2 separate regions of the Arachis hypogaea genome follow, and region 2 is linked to region 1. The links are chromatin contacts, called in public Hi-C maps. All regions are on one chromosome and are shown on one strand. The core of a region is the stretch at or near the end of the contact, and the rest is flanking DNA. Distances in the headings are between cores, read along the strand shown. Region 1 holds the start of LOC112703049 (phosphatidylinositol N-acetylglucosaminyltransferase subunit A). Region 2 holds the start of LOC112704082 (beta-glucosidase 12).

Evidence for each region. A called contact is a pair of places that touch in the nucleus more often than the background predicts.
Region 2: a contact with region 1 is called in a Hi-C map of an unstated tissue, with 2.6 times the contacts expected there. The contact joins the promoter of LOC112704082 here to the promoter of LOC112703049 in region 1. A contact is called at or near these places in 3 of 8 Hi-C or Micro-C datasets (leaf and an unstated tissue).

The regions. Positions count from the first base shown.
Region 1 is chr7:51,218,912-51,224,824 of arahy.Tifrunner.gnm2.J5K5, forward strand. LOC112703049 (phosphatidylinositol N-acetylglucosaminyltransferase subunit A) reads right to left here and starts at 2,557. Exons shown (of 9, transcript XM_025754355.2): 1 at 2,040-2,557. LOC140174487 (a long non-coding RNA gene) reads left to right here and starts at 4,683. Exons shown (of 2, transcript XR_011864009.1): 1 at 4,683-5,913.
Region 2 is chr7:51,870,996-51,876,908 of arahy.Tifrunner.gnm2.J5K5, forward strand. LOC112704082 (beta-glucosidase 12) reads left to right here and starts at 3,133. Exons shown (of 13, transcript XM_025755642.3): 1 at 3,133-3,280; 2 at 3,443-3,512. The coding sequence starts at 3,155.

The DNA of each region.
Region 1 (5,913 bases), core at 1,307-3,806:
GCTTGACTCTTGCGTTGCTTTGCTTAGCTTAAGATTTTGTTTCTTGATTTCAGAAAAAAATAATAATAATAAAAGAAGAAGAAAATGATGAAGAGGATTTTAGAATTTTAAAATTAGTTGATGAAAGAAGTGAAGTTTTTTTGGAAGAAAAGTTCAACTTCTTTCTCTATAATAATAGGGGAATGTCTTTGGTGGAAAAGGTATCTTCTGGACTTTGGTAGACCAAGTAAAAATATTCTTAATGTGTGGCTCAGATTAATTCTATATACAAGTTTTCTATAATTCTATATGTGACCCAATACTTACTTTAATTGCAAACCAGTGTATTGTGGTTCGGTTATTATGGTTATCTCTCTTAACACATAATTATTATGGTTATATCTTATTTTTTCTCTATTTTATTTATCCATCTACTTCACGTATTTTATTTATCCATCTACTTCACGTTTTTCATCTTTAGGAGATGGGCACAATTATTGTATTTATTTTCATCATATAACTTGAACACGTACGAATTTTTTATTTTTTAAATTCAAATCAATCCAATTCAATCTATAATTTAATCTAAAATTTTTTATGTACCTTTTTTGAGTACTAAAGGGGTGTTCGTGGTGCGGTTTGGTTCGGTTTTTGAGAGAAATGTCATCCGATCCGATCATCTAATTAAACTGCGGTTCGGTTTGGTTCGATTTTTTTATTGAGACCATCCGAACCAAACCAAACCAATTAAAATCGGTTTGGTTTGGTTCGGTTTTTTCAATCAATTCAAAATAAATACTACCATACTATTTCACAAAGTCATAACATTGAAATTGTCAAACACAAATACACAATAGCTAACAAAGTCTTGATCCAATGAAATTGAACGACAGAAAGAATTCAATTACGACAATTAAAGAAGTTTAAAAATTCAATAGTTAACATAATTGAAAATAAAAATAAATTTCCATTAAAAGATAGCCAAGTTATAGTGTTTTCAACAAAACAGCTAAATTTTTTTATATTAGATCTAGTAAGTGCAGGCGTGTCCTTAAAATCAAAAGTTTAAATAGGTATAACTGTGAGCTTAATTCAACAATAAACAATTCATGGTACATCAATTTCACTAACTATATAAATTTTAAACAGTAGTTTGAAAAGATAAGAGTTGTTACGAGACTCCAAGTTTATAACACACGGAATCCCAAACCATGAAATATGAAGCAATCCACAAATTAAACTCATGCTATTTAATCTTATTTCCTGATCAATCTAAAAGCTGTTATGTGGATTATGCATGAAGACAGAACCATAGCTTACAACTAAATTATCAATGAATGAACATCATAAGCCACAATAAATTATCAGCATCACAAGCTTCAAACTTTAACCGCCAATTATCACTAACAGAGCATCATACCAAAAGGGTTTTCAAGTTAGAACTCATAACCACATAAAAATCAAAGACTTTTCACCAAATAAAATAAATTACAAGGAAGAACACCGAGAGAGATGATTAGGGGTACCAATGACGAAGGAGACTGAAGAATGGAGAGAGAGAGTCCACAAGAGTCGTTGGAGAGTTTCAATGAAGATTGAGAAACAAGATCAAGAGCAGAAACACAACAATAAATAAATTAAAAATAGAACAATACCAACAACCAGCAACAATACCAACAATAAAGCAATCCAACAAAAGTAATTCAACAATATCCAATTTCTCATGACATATACTAAATCATTAGATACACTGACTGAGGTAATCTAATACTTCAAACATGCTTCCATTATCTCATTATTCAAATTTATCTTTTGCCATACTGATTTCAATAACCAGCAACAATACCAACAACAAAATAATTCAACAAGACCAACATTACCTGACAAACAGCAACCAACAATGAATCAATAAAACAGCAATTGGTAAACAATGAATCAACAAACAGCAAGTCAGCAACAATGAATCAACAAACAACAATACAAACAATAAAGTAAACAATACCAACAAACCGCAACAATGAATCAATGATTATTGAACAAAAATTAGTCAAACTACATACCTAACTCGATGGCTCAGGCTCCATATTGACTTTAAATGACTTGAATTGATGGCTGGGTGGGGGACTGGGAAACGCTGCTGGGTGGTGGCGTCACTGGCGTGGTGCTGTGCTGGCCTGCTGGGTCAGTGGGTGGTGGCGTCGTGCTGTGCTACTGCTGCGTGGGTGGCCAGAAACGGTGCTCTGTCCGCTGGGTGGTGCTGTGCAACTGCTGGGTGCGAGCCTGTGAGGGTGGTGCTGGTTATGGCTGGGGCTTCGTGGTGCACTGGTGGGCGAAAAGGTCCTGGGAGCAGTGGGTGAAAAGGCTTCGGCGTTGGGAGGAAGGCTTCGAGGTAGTGGGAGCTTGGGAGGAACGGCCTCTCGCCGCCGGCCTCCAGACTCAAGAACGTGGGTAGGGTGCACCGGTGTAGAGAGCGAGATTGTAGAAGAGAGCGCTAGGTTTCGATTGGCGGTGGGGGTTAGGTCGCGCAGCGCTCATTTGGGGAATTGGGGGTGGGGGTTAGGTTGCGTGGGGGATTGGGGGCTGGGGAGGGGTGGGGTTGGTTTTTTTAGGGGTTTTGCTTTTCCGGTTCGGTTCGGTTCGATTAGAGTTTTCATGGTCAGAACCGAAAATCGAACCGAACCGAAGAGAAAATAGCAAAACATGTTTTTTTTCGATTTTTTCTATTACCAATTTATTCGGTTTTCGATTTTTTCGGTTTAATTGGTCGGTTTAGTTCGATTCGAATCGATTTTAAACACTTCTTAATTAATTAAATATATCCATTTTAATCTTTTTTACCAACTTTTTTAATTGATTTACAATAAAAAAATCCCAAAAAATTAGTCAAACAAAAAACCAATGAGAATTGCAGAGTATTTAGAGTTCCCACTATAACTGAGAACTCTCCAAATCATGATCCAGTATTGCACCAACCATACTGTTTAACATCTAACTCCTACCAAAAGTAAATATTAAAATAATTTCACATGATGATGATAATAATAATAACAATAATAATAATAATAATAATAATATTTAAAAAAATTATTTTTATATTATTATTATTATTTTAATAAAAAAATATGGAATTTTTCATGTGTCAAAGTTGCTAATAGACACCTGCGGCCAAGTTAGCATGTTCTTTTTTTTTTCTTTCTGGTCATGGCCAAATAGGCCCGGGTTGAGTATAACCCGCCCAATCTACAACCCGAAAGAAACTCCAATTCAATCTTCTTCCTTGTAGTGTCGTCTTTTTCTTCTCCGATGTCAACATCCTCATCTCCAGCATCCATTTTTTTTGGTTTCTTCACCTCAGCCGGAGCCACCTTAACCTTTTCATTAGTAGCTAATTTCTGTCTATTTGATCACAGTAACAAATTAGTATATAAGACAAGAAAATGATTACGATGCTATGTAAAATAAGCCTAACCCATTCAAGGATTCAACATATAAATGCACAAAAAATAAAAGAATTTTATCCTATTGAATTTATTGGATGCGGCATTGTTATTGTTCAAGTTGCCAAGGAATGTCTGCTGCTTAATTTTTCTCAATATTTTCTTCCAGTTGGTCACCAATCGATCAAGTTTTCAAAGGGTTTCAGTGTCAACAACCTCAATATCAATATCAAACTCAATTTCATTCCTACTTTAGATTCTCATTTCTCTTCCTTATGATCTGTACCACTTGCTTTAAATCTCTCTCTGCTCCGTTTTGTAGTGCCGTCGTCCAACCCAGGCTGCTCCATTACTCCAATCTAATTTAACTCTATATTTAAATTTGACCCACATATTAATAGAAATTTATTTGTAAAATTTTTATTATTTGTGAACCGACTCCATATTTTTCATTAATTGTCTTTATTACCTAGTTCTTCATAATCCAAAAAATACTTTTCCCACAAAAAAAAAGCTCCTAATAATAGTATTTTGTGTAAGAAAATTTAAAATAACTATACATTGAACTTCAATGCGAAAGTAACCGAAGTTATTGTTATAGGAGTCTTTTATATTTATTAAATTATAATCATAATTGTAATAGTATGTGACTTGAAGTAAGCAAGGCTGAGATAAAGATGATTCTTGATCAAGATTGAGATGAATATAATTCTTGATCACTAGTATGGAAAGGTAGATAACAAGTTTTGTAATAATAGCAATTCCTAACCAACTAGATACCCTAAAACTGAATGCAGTTAAGCTAGGGATATTATATTAATTGATTTACAATTATAATCCCATATTATACCTATATCCATTATAATAATCACCAGTTTAAACTGATATATATGATGGTAGTGGCGCAGAGATCCACGAACGGCACAAAGAGGGGAGTAGCAATCACACGAGAAATGATAAAAAGGGAGTAGCAGATATGAAAAGGTAAGTAAAAATGAAGAAGAAATATGAGTAATGGCAAAGAGCAGTTACGAAAATGAAAAAGTAACCGAAAGGAGAGAGGAAGAAGCGCGAAAAAGCCAGGAGTATAATTGACCTTTTTCTGTACTTTCAACTCACTTATAAAGAGCATTTAATGCTCTTGGCATGGAAACTGGAAGGCACGGGAATCGAAACAATTCCTCCAAGCAACGGCAAGGAGCAGCTCACGTGCACGAAGAAGGTGCTAGAAGCATTCTCTAGGTAGACAAGGTTGTGATTAGAGTCGAGCAACTACGCAAGAAGACAACGAGTCAGGATTTATGTGCCAACCGTGATTCTTGCGACTCGCCGCATTAAGCGTGTGTTTGGTTAGTGGGTTTGTCTACCCAAGACATAGACACGGAAGCACACGTTCTTCGTTTGATTAATTAGACACAAAATTTTAATAGACACGGCAAGACACAAAGGCACACAAAAACACAAAATTTGTGTATAGGAGGAAGAGGTGGAACACTAAACTTGAGACATAGACACACTACTTTTAACATTTAAGTTTCATAATTACCCTTCAAATTCTTCTCCTTCCTCAGTTTCCTTTCATCCATTTTCCCTTCCACTTCCAAAATACAGACCACCACCATCTTTTCTTCTTGTCACTCCGACCACCACTACCTCTTCTCTCGTCGTACCACTAGGTTGCCGCCGCGTCTCTTCCTCCTTTCCTTCCATCCAAATCACTGCCGCCTCTCTTCCTCCTTTCTTTCCACTGCCTCTCTTCCACCCAAACCACCGCCTTTCCTCCCTTTCTTCCACCCAGACCACCGTTACCACCCTATCCCTTCCTCCCTTTTCTCCTCCCTCACTTTTTTTTTCTTCACGGTTGTTTCTTTGCCGCCGTCACCTTTTGCGATTGTTGTCTCTGCTTCACTTCTCGTCGATGATCCAGATCTGCGCACTGTTCTCTCGTCTTTCACCATCTTTTCAGATCGTTCTCCGTTCTTCCGCGCACTGTGTTTCTAGATCCATACTTTGTTACCATGTTCTAGATCTGTTCTCCTTTCTGGCACTATTTTTTTCGTATAATTTAATTTTTTATTTATTTAAATTTTTGTTAAATTTTGTTAAAATAATTTTGTATTAATTTTGTTAGATTGATTTTTTTGTTGATATTTGTTGTATTAAATTTGTTATTTATTTTTAGATTGTTATTGGTAATTATTTTTTGTTGAGATGGTGGCTGATTGTTAATGGTTTGGTTGAGATAGTGGTTGTATTTGTATACCAAACAAGTTTAAAAAATTTGTGTCATATTGTATCTGTGTCTTCAATGTCTATGTCTCTATGTCTATGTATTATAGGATACACTAAACAAACGCAGCATAAGGGCACTGTTATGATCCAACCCAATAAAGGCCGGAGTTGCATTCGGCAGACTACCGACATGTTGGGTCTCCAATCTGTACGGGCTAAAGTAACCCACACACACTACCTCCTGAAAAAAATTTGGATAGCTCGC
Region 2 (5,913 bases), core at 1,883-4,382, 650 kb after region 1:
TTGTAAGAATGATTATGCAGGAGATAATTTTATTTTGTCTCATAAGTCATGAAAAACAGAATCAGAACATGGAAGAAGAAGATGACACACACAACCATGTATCTTGGTTCAGCTGTCTTGTGCAATGCAATTTACATCCAATTTCCACTACAACAGTAGTAGAATTTTTACTATCTTTTCAAGTATTACGTACGTCAATTTCTAAGGATTCAACCTAATCTTATTAGAGACAAATAAATTTTCAACATAAACTTGACTTGGCTAGACAACTTCCTAAACTCTCAACACACTAAGTACTTACCCAATTTAGCAAGAGATATATCTCAGATACAAGATACAAAATAGAAATACAATCAAAAGAGACAAGAAATAAATCTTGGCTTTTCTCTTCAAATTCCTCTCTTTGCCTTTTCTCTCAATTACTTTTTTTAATGCTTTACACGAATGTCTTTTACTATTGAATAAAAAAAATACAACATACAAACAGAATAATCAATGATAAAATAAGTGACTTATTAAGTATTATTAAAATATTTATTAAGGTGTTAAATATTAAAATGTTTGATTAAGAAATATTATTATACTCTTAACTTACACTCTTTACTAAATCAATATCAATATCTCATATCATTCTTTTAATAAAATATTATAAAAAAATTTGTATAATTAAAACTAAAATTTTAAAAATATTTGATAAAAGAACTTGTATTTAAATAATGATAGCATGAAATTAGACTTTTAAGCTTAACTCATCGGCAAGGACACCAAGTCGCATTAAGTAATACCATGGTGATTGGGTTATCGTTCCCACAAGAATTAATGAATTAAGCAAAGCAATCATCAAGTTGATTATTTTAGTTAGGCGATTTAAATTTGGATGATGAGCAATTGATAATATAAGCTAGAATTTAAATGACTTGATAAATAAGTAAATGAAAACAATAAATGACTTGAATATAAATGAAGAGAATGTAAATGACTTGAAGTTAAATTGCAAGAATGAAAATAATTGGAATGTAAATGGCAAGAATTAAAGTGAATAAAAGAAATAGTAAAATGTAAGGTAAATAATCAACATAAATGCATCGATTAAAGACAATTATAAAACAAGATAAGAAGATAATGATGGAAAGGATATTGGGGTAGAGAGATATTGAGTTTCCAAGATCAATAGCTCTTATCTCCACTTCAATCATGTAATTATTGATCTCTTGACAAATCATAAGTAATTGAATAACAATTTGTTGATAATTCAATTTCTTTTGATTTGATCAATTGTTCATGAGAAGAGATGAAGCATATTCTTTTACTTATCACCACATAATTCTTCAAAATTTAAATAGAATTGATTCAATGTCACCTATTAAATTCAAATCCATAATCATGAGAATTGAGAAAAAGAGTTTTTAAATTTGATTTCATGAATCCACTTTTTTAAAGTGATCATAAAATCCAATTTGGATCTAAATTATTTTACGATAGATTTAGATCCTTGATGAAAAATAAAAACTCTTTTTAAAGAAACAATTAAAAGATGAATTAAAATTGAAGAATTAATCACATTAATCCATTAAAATTTAATAGAACTATTTTTTTCAATAAAGAGAAAATTAGCTACTCATATTTTAAAGAATTACAAAATGGATAGAGAATGTGAAAGAGATAGAAAGTAAAGTGTGAAAAAAATGAAAAAAATGTTTCTACTGCAAAGATTCTTTGGATCTCTATTTATAATCTATCCTAAATTATAAATTCAAATAAAATTCAAATTATAATCAAATGGATTTCTTAATTAACTATCACTAGTGATCTATCCTAAATTATAAATTCAAATAAAATTCAAATTATAATCAAATGGATTTCTTAATTAACTATCACTAGTGATCTTTGCTGCTTCTTTTGAATATGAGCCTTGTGAGTTATTGTGTTGATGGTTGTGGGCTTGATTATTTGGACTTTATGAGCATTAGACTTGGTCAATGATTTGTCAATTTCAAGTACCAATTGTGATATGCTATACTCTTTATTATGACCAAAATGAAGCTTTCTTTTGTGGATAATTTTATTCAAGTAATAAATTTCGGCATTCAAGTATTTTTTAAATCAAGTTTTTAACTAAGTCATCGTGTATTTTTTTTTTGTACGTATATATGTGTTGTTATTGTTACTATTTCTTCTTCTTTCTCTTTCTCCTCTTTCATTATCTTTATCTTCTGTGCACTTCTTTTTTCAATGATGTCATTGTTATTGCCGTTATCGACGTTGTCATCATCGCTACCACTACCGCCTTCTTCTTCTCCTATATATATTTAGTAAAGATATTGAGCACATAAATTTTGATACATGGCACATAAATGTTGGTGCACAACAGAAAATTTTTGGTGCTATATCAAATAAATTTTGGCACCTATTCAAATGAAGATGTGAAAAATATCTTTTTATAAAAAGTCTTATGTTAAAAATGTACTTTATTTGTTTGGCCATATTTTAAAAAAAGATAACATTTTTATAACATATCAAATCAAACCTTATAATTTATCATCTAATGGTATAAAAAAAATATTTTTACATGAAAATAATTATAAAATCTTTATAATAATATTCATCATAAATTTTTGTGTTATGCGTAAAAAGTTTTATGCTATATCCGTAAGTTTACATACTATCTTTTTTTTGCTCGATAACAAAATTTTTATACTCTATAACAGTATATCTGTACTCCTGATAAAATTTCTGTACTGAAGATGTATGGAGACAAAGAACCACGTCATGGACAAGCACGTTTTGTTTTTATTAGATTTGTACTAATTTAATTAGATTTGATTACCAAAAATATTATATATATAGTATTATTGTTTATTTAAGTCCTTTTTTTTCTACGTAAAAGTAATTTATTTGGTGAAAATTGATAATAGATTTATTATTTATTTTAGTAGAGAATAATAGTTGAAATATTAATTATTTGAAGGAAATGTTTGACTAACAATTAATATGAGTATAAAATCATATCATATTATCCAAAATAATTAATATAAAAAAAATATTTTTTCCCTGAAACAAAATATCAGTTTTTATCCTTTATATGCAAAACGAACTTTACCAATTCTCATATATGAGTACAGTATTGTGAGGTTAATTCAAATTAAAACATATTATGTGGTTTAAGGGTGTTCTTGTTGTGTTTATTGTTTCTGTGGCCTTGTTTAAATGGGTAGCTTCTCTTAATTCTAGTAGCTTCCTTGCAGATTTTCTGTTTGGTACAGCATCTGCAGCTCATCAGGTTTTGTTACGTTTCTGTGAACTATTTTCTTCATTTATTACATATTTATTATGAAATATATCTTTGTGAAGAAGGATCTCATATTCTCATTCTACCTTCTTTTCCTGCTATGCACATTCGCTTTTTTTTTTTTTTTCCATTTTATTTTTTGTTTCCCAAAAGATTGAAGGTGCAGTGTATGAAGGTGGCAAGAGCCAAAGCAATTGGGACAATTTCACACATAAATACCCTGGTTAGTTGGTACTTGGTAGCTTAACTTTTATTTTGTTACTTTTTTCCTCGGCAAGCGAAATTCTATGGTGGTTACAACAAAAGTAAGCATGATATAGCGACCTTACGTGTCAATCACCGAAAATTGAAGGTAATTTTGTTTTTAAAATGAAAAAAATTAAACTAAAAGAAAACGATCTAATATAAGTACAATAATAAGACGAGAGTGGATCTTTTTAGCGAAAAAAAAAATTGGATAAATACTGTCTAATATTTAACATTTTTAATTTTATTGAAATTGATACATTTATGGCTCCATTATACAATAAAAAATAGGATAAATTATTAGTTATATTTGAGTAAAAGCTGAAATTAAAATAATTTTATTTATAAAAATATACATTAATTTAATATTTATTAAAATATTTAATTATATTTTTAATTTTTATAATTTTATTAAATTTATAATTAAATTATTATAATTTTTTAATTAAATTTTTATATTATTTTTAATTTTATAATTAAGTTTTTGCTAACTTAAAAATATTAAAATTAATGGAATAATTTTTTACAAGTTAAAAATATTTACCATTACTATTAAATCTTTGAATACATATTTTTTAACAAAATATTTTATTAATTTTTATATTTTTGACACGAAAAGAAAATAATTTAAAAGAAATAACTAATATTACATAAATTAATAAATTTTTCCTAAATAATATATTTTAATAAATAAAATATTTAATTTATTTATTTAAAAAATATTCCTAGAATTTGTATTATTATGATACACTATTATTTTAATTAAAACAATAAAATTCATTAAATGTTATATTAATATGATAAAATTATTAAAATAATGTAATAAATATTTTTTTTACTGAAAAAACTTTGCATATAGACGTAATAATTAGTTTTTTTGTGACATATTTTAGAATTTGAGATTTTTTTGTTATAATTTAATTTTCTTTTCGTTTAAAAAAAATTGGTCTCAGATTTAATTTAGTATTTTTTATTTTTATTTTAAAAAAAGTACCTTTAATTTCAGTGACCGACACCTAAGATCAGTATACTATGCTTATTTGTGTGGTAAGTACTGTAGAAATTCCCTTGCATTTAGGCATTGTTTGGATAAAAGATGGAAAATAAGAGAAAAGAAAATAAAAGGAAAGAAAATGAGAAGAAAGAAAAAAAAAAGAAAAATTGATGATTATTTTATTATTTGAATGAAGAGAAAATGAATGAAAAAAAATAGAAAGAATTTTTTTATTTGAATAAAAAAAAATAAAAAGAGAGAAAATTATATTAGAGTAAAATTACATTAATGTCTTTAGGTATATTATATATAAATTATAATTTATTAATATATTTAAGTTATTTTTTTAATAAAAAATAATTTAAATTATATTTTAAAATTTTAACATATTATTTTTATTAATAACAACAATTTTTTTAAAGTTATATATCTTTTTATTGTTTTTTAAATATGATAAACAAAATATGTATCATTATTTTTTAAATATATACAAATAAATAATTTTATAAGTAAATAATTATTCATTAATTATATTATTAATCTCTTTAATTATATTTAAAAAAAAATAAAATTTGATAGTGTTGTAAAATTGAGAAGAGTACAAGAGATAATTTTCAAATTAAAAAAATAAAATAAAATATTTTAATCTTTTTATTAAGTAAAGGGTAAATTTATAATTATATCATTATTTTTTTTTGTTAGTTTTCATCTCCTAGCCGAAGAGAAAAGTATTTTGTGGAGTCCACTTCCCTTTTTTCTTTTTCTTTTCATTTTTTTTGATAAACCAAACAATAAAAAATTTGATTTTCCACTCATTTTCTTTCTGTGGATTTTCCTTCCCCTTATATTCGTTTGAACCAAACACTGTGTTAATCAAACAACAAAACTATTGGGTTTGCTTTATTGACGAAGAAGCCATTCCACTATAGATTTAAAATCTTGAGCTACCACGCACTGTAGTCTTCTGTTTTTAACTCAGCTGCTAGTCCTTGTAAAAAACTATTTATATATTTTTTATTCTTTTGAAACATACTTTTCTAGTAGCACTCTTTTGGAGTTTTGGCCATCATGGTTTTTTTTTTTTTTATTGTTATTATTTTCTGTGTCTACACATTTTTTTTTCGGTTCAATTACATTTTAGGATCTACAAGATGTCATATTATTTGTGGGATTACATGTTATGAATGGTTATTGGAGATTAAATTTAATATTTATCACTCTCACATTTGGTTTCAATTTATTTTAAATTTTATACAAGGTAGCAAAATTAATTGATTTTCTATTATACTGAAATCGTCCCTCTAAAGTATAGTTAAAAAAATTGGACTAACCTGATCAATTCAATCGAAAAATCAATAAATTAAACTTTAAATTAGTCCAATTT